Linked DNA regions of Drosophila melanogaster: region 2 is linked to region 1. Evidence: chromatin contacts called from public Hi-C data. All regions are on one chromosome and are shown on one strand. The core of a region is the stretch at or near the end of the contact, and the rest is flanking DNA. Distances in the headings are between cores, read along the strand shown.

Region 1 (5,055 bases), core at 1,066-3,565:
GAGAGAAGTATAGTATAGATAGAGATCTATGGGTTGGTTTCTTCCTTCCGCCGTTTTGCACTTGGCACAGAACGACGAAATGACGAAAAAATCAGCAGATATTGCGCTAATTGCAGAGTCATACGAAATCGACCAAATGTTCAAGTCGTTCCATGCTGATGTCAGTACAATTTCGAAGATAATAAGAACGGGAGACAGCGCGTTTTCGATACAGTTGTGTTAATTAACATATGCGAAAATACATTTTCGATGAAGGTGGGGTCAATATTTCATCATCCACTGTAAACTCACACACGGGAAATCGACAAATCAAGCGAACGCCGAGTACGTGGCCCACAGATCCCCACCCCAAAACCATATTGCAAATGCTATGTTGAACAATTCTTGAAATGTGGCAATTTCTAGCTTCCGAAATGTGTAATGAAAAAACGAGTGAGCCAACATTTTGGCCATCAGTGTGGCACATTGGGCCCTTGTGTACGAGTATGTACACAGAGATACAGTCGGGGTCTGCAAAATAAGGCATATGCTTGCTCACTGAATGGCAATTCAATGATATTACATAAATAATAATTCTTTAGCTACAAAGCTAATACACCATGTTAATTAATAGTTTAATAATAGGTGTATTTCAAAAACTTATCTTTGAAATTATTTAACATTTTTGATCTTATTCCCATTCATTTTTGCAATGCTTCGCATAGTAGGAATATATTTTTACTTATAAAATTAGTTTGAAACTACCATTATACCCTGTGCTGTACATACGTACGCCTTGCGTTCATTCGGTTTGTCAGTATAATTGTTGTTGTTGGCCTATTGGTGATTCGATTGCAACACTTGTTAAATGTTCAATGTTACCCACAACGACGGCGCCAGCAACAAAAACAAAAGCAACAACAGCAGCAGCAGCAGCAACTACAACAACATGGGCCAATAACAAGAGCAACAATTGTGGCACCACCAACACACGACCACAAACAAGATCTCTCGCTCATAACGAGTTTCCATCGAATTGCAAAATAAACCGACTAGCCAGCCATATGCAATTGAGTTGGTATAAGTCAGGCATATGTGGCGTATATTGGTGTATATGGGTTTTTCGAAGGTGTCACCTGGACACGCAACTCACCTGGCCTCGTCGATGAAGTAGAACCGCTTGAGCTTGAGGTCCCTGAGGATAATCCCGTTGCGGTGGCACACCTGAACAGTCTGACAGATCTGGTGGAATATGGCCCTCGCCTCCGTCTCGCACAGTCGCTTCGCGTGGCGGATGTAGGTGTGCAGGTTCTCGTACACCCCGGTCACCCCACCCGTGGAGTCCCTCTCCTGGGGCACGGGCGCAATGAGGATGTAGGTGCGATCCTTGGTAAGCGGTATGATATCGTGCACGGGTCGGATCAGTGGATGGCCATAGATGGTGCTCCGGCGTAGCTCCTCGTCGTGCTGCTGCAGCTGAAAGTAGGCTCGTTGCACCTTATGCAACGGTTCGTTTACAATACGGCAGAGGAACTGCTCCCCGGTGAAGATGTCCACGCAGCGCAGATTGGAGGCGGTTAGATCGACCAAGTGGCGATACGAGGCGGGAGTCTTGGCAGCCACGGCGGCCGATATGTGACTAGGCTGTGCGCTGATCAGATAACGCTGTTGGATGAGCTTGACGGGCTGCTGGTCTGTGGGTTCCGCTGCGATGCCCAGGGCCAGAAGGTCACAGGCTCCGCCGGGCGTCATTAGCTTCTCCCTGATGGTCTGCAGCATCTTGGCATTGGGGAACTCCTTTTTGGGCGTAAATAATCCCAGTACGGTGTCCTCCTGGCTGCTACTCATGCCGCTGCTGCTGGATGATGAGGATGAGGAGGTGGCGGCTGCGACTCCTGGCGAGACTGGTGACGAATAGTTGACTATTTTGCTTGTGGACGCTGACGAAGCCGTTCTGCTGTTTTGACCGCTACTGTTATCCATGCTTGCTTGTGTTTACCACTTCACTTAACTTTATCACAGTTCTTGCTCTCGCTACGTTTTCTTCGTCTTATTCTCTGCTAATGCTTCTTCTTACTAATTTTGTTACTCCGCTTTAGCCTGGCTGTACTTGGCTGTTAATTGTTTTGACATTTAGCGACGCGCCGTTTAGTCTCCGATTAAATTCGATTTAAACTCTCGTTTAAACTCAGGGCTACTACTACTTCGGTAGTTTGGCCATTTGCAATGCGGGTACTGACGAAATGCGGCGATTTTAAAACAAATCGGACGCTGCTCACTGAACTCGCGAAACGAAACGAACGCGACCGTCTTCTCCGCAGTTTGAATTTCAAATGTGACCATCCACGCGGTCGGAAGAAGCACGAAGCGAAGAGAACGGCGAAATACAACGGCTCTCTTTCGCACCCTCTTGCTCGCTCTCACTGCACCGATCCTTCTCTGCCTCGCTCACACCCGTTGCAGGAATTTAGCTCAATGCGGTCGGAATGGAAAGAGAAGTGGGAGACCAGAGAGCGTCGTTATTTTTTGAAATCCAAATGGTTGGGAGAGAGAGAAAGAACAAGAGCATCGTTATTTTTGAAAAAATTGCGCTGAACGCTGAAATTCCGATTCCAACTGAATTCGAAATACGTAGCTGTATGAACACTATACCCACAGCAACCCTTAAACTTTTCTTCTACGATTTTACGTAGTAATCTGCGCACCAATAAATCGTGGCGATAAGTTAATTAGAGGGGGTTAGTAAACTGATAAAATCCACAGTTTTAAGATCAAATTAATGAAAGTACAGTCAGCTTGAACTTCGATTTTGTTTTATTGAGTACGGGTACGGATATCGAAGGCAGAAACACCCGTATAACCATCTCTATAACTCGAAAATATCTTTTGTGGTTTCTTGGCTTGGATACTTAAGGTTTTCTCCTGCTCTGATAAGGTAATATTTTACAAGTTTGGTTGAAATTATTTGTTTTCCCATAGTTACGAAATTTTTAAACCAAATTCAATGATGATGTGCAGTTTTTGAGTAGTTGCTTTGCAAACTACTATTATTATAAAAAAACATAAAACATAAAACATTTTAATATCCTAATATACATACAAATTTAAAATTAAGAAATTTGTCTTCTTAATACTCCAGATTAAGATCTCTTATATCCCTAAGTATATGACCACAGATGGACATTTCAGATGTACAAACATAGTTCTAGTAAATCCTAGAATTTAAATAAATGCTCCCAAACTCGAATCTTCAAATAACGCTTCAATCTCTTGGATCCAAATCGATCATTGAATTTTTTCCTGTGCGAGATCATTACTCATTTGTGTGTGTGTATGTGGATTTACCTTGCTGTTTACCTCGCGGTGCAGACGATTTCATGATTTTTGCAGCTGTCCGAAACGAGGATCACTGGGCTACGCAGGAATTACGACAGCAACAGAAGGCAGTTATCCGAGATCCTCAAGGAGCAGGTAAGAACCACCGAGCGGCATTATGTCGCAGGTAGATTCCTACATACATATGTCAGCTGCACTATTCCACCCCTAAGCACTATATGGCAGATATAGTGCATCGGTGCAGGGCTGTACATGCGATGCAGTTGCAGTTGCAGCTGGCGCAAGGTGATTTCCCACTAAAGACATCCGTCTGAGGATACACAGGAGCACATTCGCGGTCACAATAATAGGAACTATCGCAATCGAATCTTTAGTAATTGGAAATGAGGGTCTTTAAATATAATTTTTAAGACCGAATTGTTGGACTAAAAGACCTGAAAAATGTATTTTTAAAATCGTTGATAGAATTGGTACAATTGTAGGTTAGATATAACTCATTTAGTTTTGAATTTTTTCATTCTGGGATACTGGGATTTTGAATACTAATATTTTCACCGCAACTGTTTATGCAGGCTTGTATTTCGTCCATTGGTTTTCACCGATCTCTTCGATTGAATTCTTCATATTGTAACGCTCTTTTTGAAACGCAACGTCCGTCTTTGCTTCTTCTTCCCACGAAGTAGCCGATAAATACGAATGCGAAAATCGCGAACAGAACAAATAACACCAACAAACCTCTCTTTTCGCCCGTCCCTTTTCCAAAGTCTTGCATCTGTTTCTCGAAAGGAAGATTGAAACGAGAATTATACTGGTACCGTGACACCAATGCAACCGAAAAGGGGGGAAATTATAGGGGTGGCGACATCAAATTGAATTTGAAAAATATTTTATTTGCATACGACATACTTATTTGCAAGCAATTAATGTTTCACTCTGGTCACTGCACTCACTTATACGATTAAATAGGCCTGATCATTTTGATATGAAAAGTGTATGTACGGGAAATATACATATTCTTTAGCAATAATCACGTAAATATACGTGAACACAAACAACCTTTATTCCAGTAAATCGCTTTTGAGTTTCACCATGGTCCGCAATGATGATTAAGTTTTAACTGCAGTTTGCAGTGGGAAGATTATACAAACATATTTCATTGAAATTTGAAATGACGCACTATGATGTTGAACAGTATTGATTATAATCGCCTTGTGAAATAATTTCACATGTAACCGTAACCCATTCCTTTGAACCACTGTGCCCCAAGCCCCACCAAGAGTACGTTACATTTTAAATTTAAATTCGAACATTCGGATGAAGCCGACCTTTCCGACACTCGCGGATTCTTCTGCTCTAAAATTTCAGCGTGCTTTTGCCATTGTGCGAGCTACTTTGTTGTTGCCAAGCTGGCATGAAATCCAGATTTCTCTTCCAAGCAAAAAAAAAAAAAAAAAACAACTCAGTGCGTCATCGGCTGCGTCATCAATTCGGGATGACGACGCCTCGCCATTCCGATTCGCAATTCCCCTTCCTGATTTAGATTATCCATTCCAAGCCCCGTCACATCGACATTTCCCAAAAGCAGGCACACAAACTCGTATATCTTGATTCGCCAGCGGGCGGCAGCTTTAGTTTGTGCATATACCCTGACTTTGGAGTTTCAGATTCGCACGAAATTGTGGAAGGTGAAGTTCTCGAAGTGAGTGAGCGAGTGCTTTGGATGGGAAGTGCATGATGCAC
Region 2 (5,055 bases), core at 1,576-4,075, 770 kb after region 1:
CGTGGCCCTTTTTCGTGGACCGAGAAGTAGACTACGCTACTGGTCATTCAACTATTAGTGCCGAAAACAAAATTTGTGTCACGTAACACTGACCCCAAACAAAACAAAAATAATTAAGAGCTTAAAGATAGTGACAGTCAGCGAGCGGGCGATTAAAAATAGTCGGAATGGATGCTGCCCACTCCTATTTTTAGGGTCACCCCGGGGTCAATCACTCCACGCGGCTAGACACCAGCGTGGTGGCAAAGGGTGGCCATAGGTGGCCCGATGTGGCTTAAGGTGGCCAAAGGGTCTAATCATCCCCCGATTCGAGTGGGTCCTTAAAACCACCAATTTATTTGCGTTTTGCCCGCTGCGCACAAAGTTTTTTGGGCAGCTCACTGAGGCTGCAGTAATGCGAATTGATTTCCGCCGACTGCAAACAACATGGTTATCCATTTCCGTCGCATCCGTATCCGTATCCTTACAGCATATCACACAACAACAAGCCACAACAGTGCACTGAAAGAAAGGACTCAATCCTATGTTATATTACAGACCTATTGAACAAATTAAAATGAGTTACAAATGTAGAAACGTTTGAACAAAAAATTATTATTTTTAATACTATATGACTCAGTTAATAATTATGTGCGATAAGGGCAAATTTTGAGCGTTGAAAATTGAAAAATACTCCCAAAAGTTACTCATAAAATATTATGACTAAATTTTTAGAACGAACTAAAATTTTAATTAAATATAATTGTAGCAGTGCAGTGCCCATTTCCCACCGCCAATAACATTGTTAAAAACTTCCACTTCGAATTTCAAGCCAAAATACTTGGGAAATATTGTTGATTTGATTTTGGCGGCGTAGAAACTTTTCAATTAATTGGCCCCGACTTGGCAGTTGCTCTATCTGTCAGCGATTTTATGGCAATGCACATCTGGATCTGGTAAATGGGTCTTGGGCCATTTGAATTCGTTCAGCCAGCGAACGTGACCCAAAAGTTGGGGCCCGTGTTTTGGCCACCTCACTCGGAATTCCGGAAACGGACGTGACAGTAATAGGTCACGCTCGATTCCCTTCGATTTTCGGGCTCGGTACCAGTAAAAAGTTTATTTTATTTGATTTTGATTTGATATTTTTGAGAAGCACATAAATTACCTTCACTTTTCGTGTTGAAAGTTGTGTCCGTTTTTATGGTTTTTGGTTAACAAAGAGGGCTAAATTTTTCTGATTCGATTCGGAATTCCAAGATTGATTTTTTCTTAATTTATTTTCCATTTTAAATACATTTTTAAGGACTCCTTGATTGACTATCATCTTAAAGTCATAAAATGATTGAGCTGATACTTTTGATTACTTTTTTTACGCACAATTTTCGGCGGTGATTGCCCACGAAAATTCACTTTGCACATTTTGGCTTACCAGCCTCCATTTCGTCGACGTAACTCAATTTAAGATTCTTTTGAATTGATTGAATTTCGACTAATTACGCGCACTTAGCACCTTGACGGGCATTTTCGAAAGGGAAATTGATATCGAGGAGCGCTCGCCCATATAAAGGACTTCCGATCCACGTCGCTAGCCGAGTGACAATGCGTCGTATACGCAACTTCCTGCCGCACAGTGTCGCGTTCCATCGGCAACTGAATTGAAAGGCCGTTCGTTGCCGACAAAACGACTTGGAAGCAACAAGCGCGCACGACAGAATTCCAGGAGCGGATTCGCGAACCTCGGGTTATAAATCTCGGTTATTTACAGAAGCTCGCACCATCCAAATATGTAGTATGACATCACTGTACAAATTCGTCAGTGTTAGATGCGTAATTAAAACGTCTGCATAATTAAACACGGGAGATTTCTGTTTATCTGCGGCTACTTGACATATTTATCGCATGGACCGAAGTCGAAGTACGCGACGTGGTTCATAGGAAACCACCTGTTGGCGCGGCGCCATGTTAGTTAACAGCGGGCTGTATTTCGGGGAGCTTTTCGGTAACATTCTGTTAATGCAGATAGTAAACAGATGTTACTGAGCTTTCTTTAATGCCGCTAAAATAATAATAATATTAATTTTACGGCAATTTATTCAATGAATTAATGTATTTTTGCTATTGATGCTATTAAAACTATTTGTATATTCTCATTCCAAACGAATTTTTTAAGGAACTGATAAAAAACCGGTCTGTTCTCCGAATTCACACTTTTCTTAACCCTGGCATGAAGCCAACATTAAATCGAGAAACAACTCACTTTGATATATGCTACTCTGCAGATACACTATCAATAATTTAATAAACGGCATCTAATCTTATTTATTTGTTAATACTAATTTTTAAAACTCTTTCCAAAAGAAATCATATTGGGAGATGTATAATTAAGCACATGGAAGATTACAAAATATTTTTGTTAATTAATTTCTGAGCAGTCTAACCACCCCAAAAGTAGAGTAAATTGGATGACGAAATCGTTGATAAAGAAAAATCAGCTGTGAGTTTCAGTTTCAGAGCGCGTTTAGAGAGTAAAAATGCACATAGCTAAACCTAAAATGTTTACCGTCTATTCGTTATCAAGTTTTAAGCTGCTGACAGCTGTTCTCCTTCCGATAAGATTAGCACAAATTACTAAATGGCCGCTCATCAATAGTAATTTTTGATAAGAGCCCTAATCTCAGGGAGCTGTTACCTACCAACATTTATGTGTCTCAGGATTCTAGAAACGGGGTGAAGGAACTAGTTGCACGTGGAAATAAGCTCTGTTGACGAGAGTAAGTATAAAAATGAAATTAAATCTAGAGAGCTTTGGCCATAAATAAGAGTGCACGCCATTGAAAAGCTTCATTCAGTTTTCGGACTTTGCAAAGTGCGGGCCGCTTCGTTAAAAAAAAATACAGTTGAAATTACTGCAAAGATAAGCGAGAAATGTGCGGAATTTTTGCCATATTTTCGAGGGATGGGGAGCCGATACCCACGCAAATCCTCCATGGAAGCAAACACAGTTTAAGGGAACTGGCCTATCGACAGAGTGGCAAGCATCGGCATCGGGGTCCAGATTCCACGGGGGTCTATGTGAATTCCTTGGAAGGGGTGGCCATGATTCATGAACGCCTGCGAATCATTGGCGTGGAAATGGGCGACCAACCCTTCGTCTCTGAAGATGGTAACCTCATCCTGGTGGCCAATGGAGAGATCTACAATTATCTGGAGCTTTCGGCTGAGATTGCGAAAAAGCGTGGCTCCTACAACCCCATGAGCGATTGCCACGTGATACTGGAACTGTACCAGGATTATGGAAAGGATCTTCTGCAATACATCACTGGAATGTTTGCTTTTGCCTTGTACGATAGGAAGACCAAGGAAGTGCTTCTTGCCCGAGACCCCTTTGGCATTATACCCATGTATGTGGGTGAGGATGCGTCGGGAAACCTTTGGGTGGCCTCGGAGATGAAGTGCCTGGTGGATACCTGCTCCAAAGTGGAGACTTTCACACCTGGCGAGGCTCGTTTCGGTAAAGTTGGTGACTTTAAAACATGCTGGCAGTTTCAGCAGTCTTGGATCAAGGAGGTGCCCACACAAACCTGCGAATTATCCCTACTGCGAGCCAACTTGGAGTTTGCCGTGCGCAGTCATCTGCAGTGCGATGTTCAAATGGGAGCCCTGCTATCCGGCGGAGTGGATTCCAGTCTTATAGCCTCCATAGCCACGAAGATAATGCGCGAACGGGATCCCAACTTCCGGCTGAAAACATTCTCTGTGGGTCTAAGGGATGCACCCGACTTCCAGGCGGCCAGGAGTGTGGCCAAATATATAGACAGCGATCACAAGGAGATCATATTCGAGATCGACGAAGCTCTGGATGGCATTAGGGATATTATTTACCACCTTGAAACCTATGATGTGACCACAGTGAGATGTAGTTTGCCCATGCTGCTACTAGCTAGATATATCAAGAGCACAGGCATCAAGATGATCCTCTCCGGCGAAGGAGCCGATGAGATCTTTGGAGGGTATTTATACTTCCACAAGGCCCCAAGCTACAACGATTTCCACGAGGAGCTGGTGAAGAGAGTGCGCCAGCTGCATTTATCCGATTGTTTGCGGGCCAACAAGGTGGCCATGGCCAAGGGCGTGGAGCTGCGAGTGCCCTTTCTGGACACGGGGTTCGTTAACCATGTGATGCAAATCCGACCGGAGGATAAGATACCCGGACCCCTCAACAAATTCGGGGAAGTACAGCAAAAGCGATTGGAGAAGTATGTCCTGCGAGCTGCCTTTGCGGATAACTATCTGCCCGATGAAGTCCTCTGGCGCCAGAAGGAGCAGTTCTCCGACGGAGTGGGCTACGATTGGATCGACAGCATCCGCAGGGTGGCCACCAGCCATGTCAGCGATCAAGAATTCTCCGCAGCCGCCCTACGCTTCCCCTTTAACACGCCCACAACCAAGGAGGCCTTCTACTATCGCTGCATTTTCGCCGAACAATTCCCCGGAGAATCGGCGGCCCGAACCGTGGTCAGATGGGTGCCACGCCTCGATTGGGGCTGTCCGGAGGATCCATCCGGACGGGCACAGGCCGTCCACCAGGTCAACAAAAACTGATAAGAGGACCTTAAGTAAATTGGCAAGTCTGAGGAATTCCAACAATTATTTGCTGAGACATGCACAATAAATTTCTTTAATTGGTAGTCAATTCACTAATATACTATGCGATTCCGTACATCTGTGGGTATTCGGTTACAGATATAGATATATGTATATATATATATACATATATATATATATGTATATATGTATATATGTATGTATATATATATGTCCACATGTTGATTATTGACAAGCGCGCTCCACTTGGCAACTAATGTGGAAACCAGCTGACGTCAGCCTTATTTATTTATTGTTTTTTTAGTAAATAAAACTGTCAATCAGCCCTCTGCTATCTATAGGGGGATCAAGTTAGGCTTGATTTTACTATTTACTATTTTCACTTTCACTCACTTTTATGGAGAATAATAAAATATGGCCCCTTTGAATTTTAAATATAGTACGGTATAATAAATTTAAATTTTATTT

The links. A called contact is a pair of places that touch in the nucleus more often than the background predicts.
Region 2: a contact with region 1 is called in a Hi-C map of the Kc167 cell line, with 2.0 times the contacts expected there. A contact is called at or near these places in 2 of 107 Hi-C or Micro-C datasets (the Kc167 cell line and wing imaginal disc).

What each region holds. Positions count from the first base shown.
Region 1 is chr3L:20,399,294-20,404,348 of dm6, forward strand. trbl (tribbles) reads right to left here and starts at 2,316. Exons shown (of 2, transcript NM_079933.4): 1 at 1,133-2,316. The coding sequence starts at 1,962. lncRNA:CR45973 (long non-coding RNA:CR45973) reads left to right here and starts at 4,977. Exons shown (of 2, transcript NR_133284.1): 1 at 4,977-5,055.
Region 2 is chr3L:21,170,293-21,175,347 of dm6, forward strand. AsnS (Asparagine synthetase) reads left to right here and starts at 2,826. Exons shown (of 1, transcript NM_206410.2): 1 at 2,826-4,681. The coding sequence starts at 2,908. The coding sequence ends at 4,584. It overlaps Ac78C (Adenylyl cyclase 78C), which reads right to left and starts at 1,638. Exons shown (of 24, transcript NM_079470.5): 1 at 1,360-1,638. chb (chromosome bows) reads left to right here and starts at 2,561. Exons shown (of 2, transcript NM_168882.2): 1 at 2,561-2,753.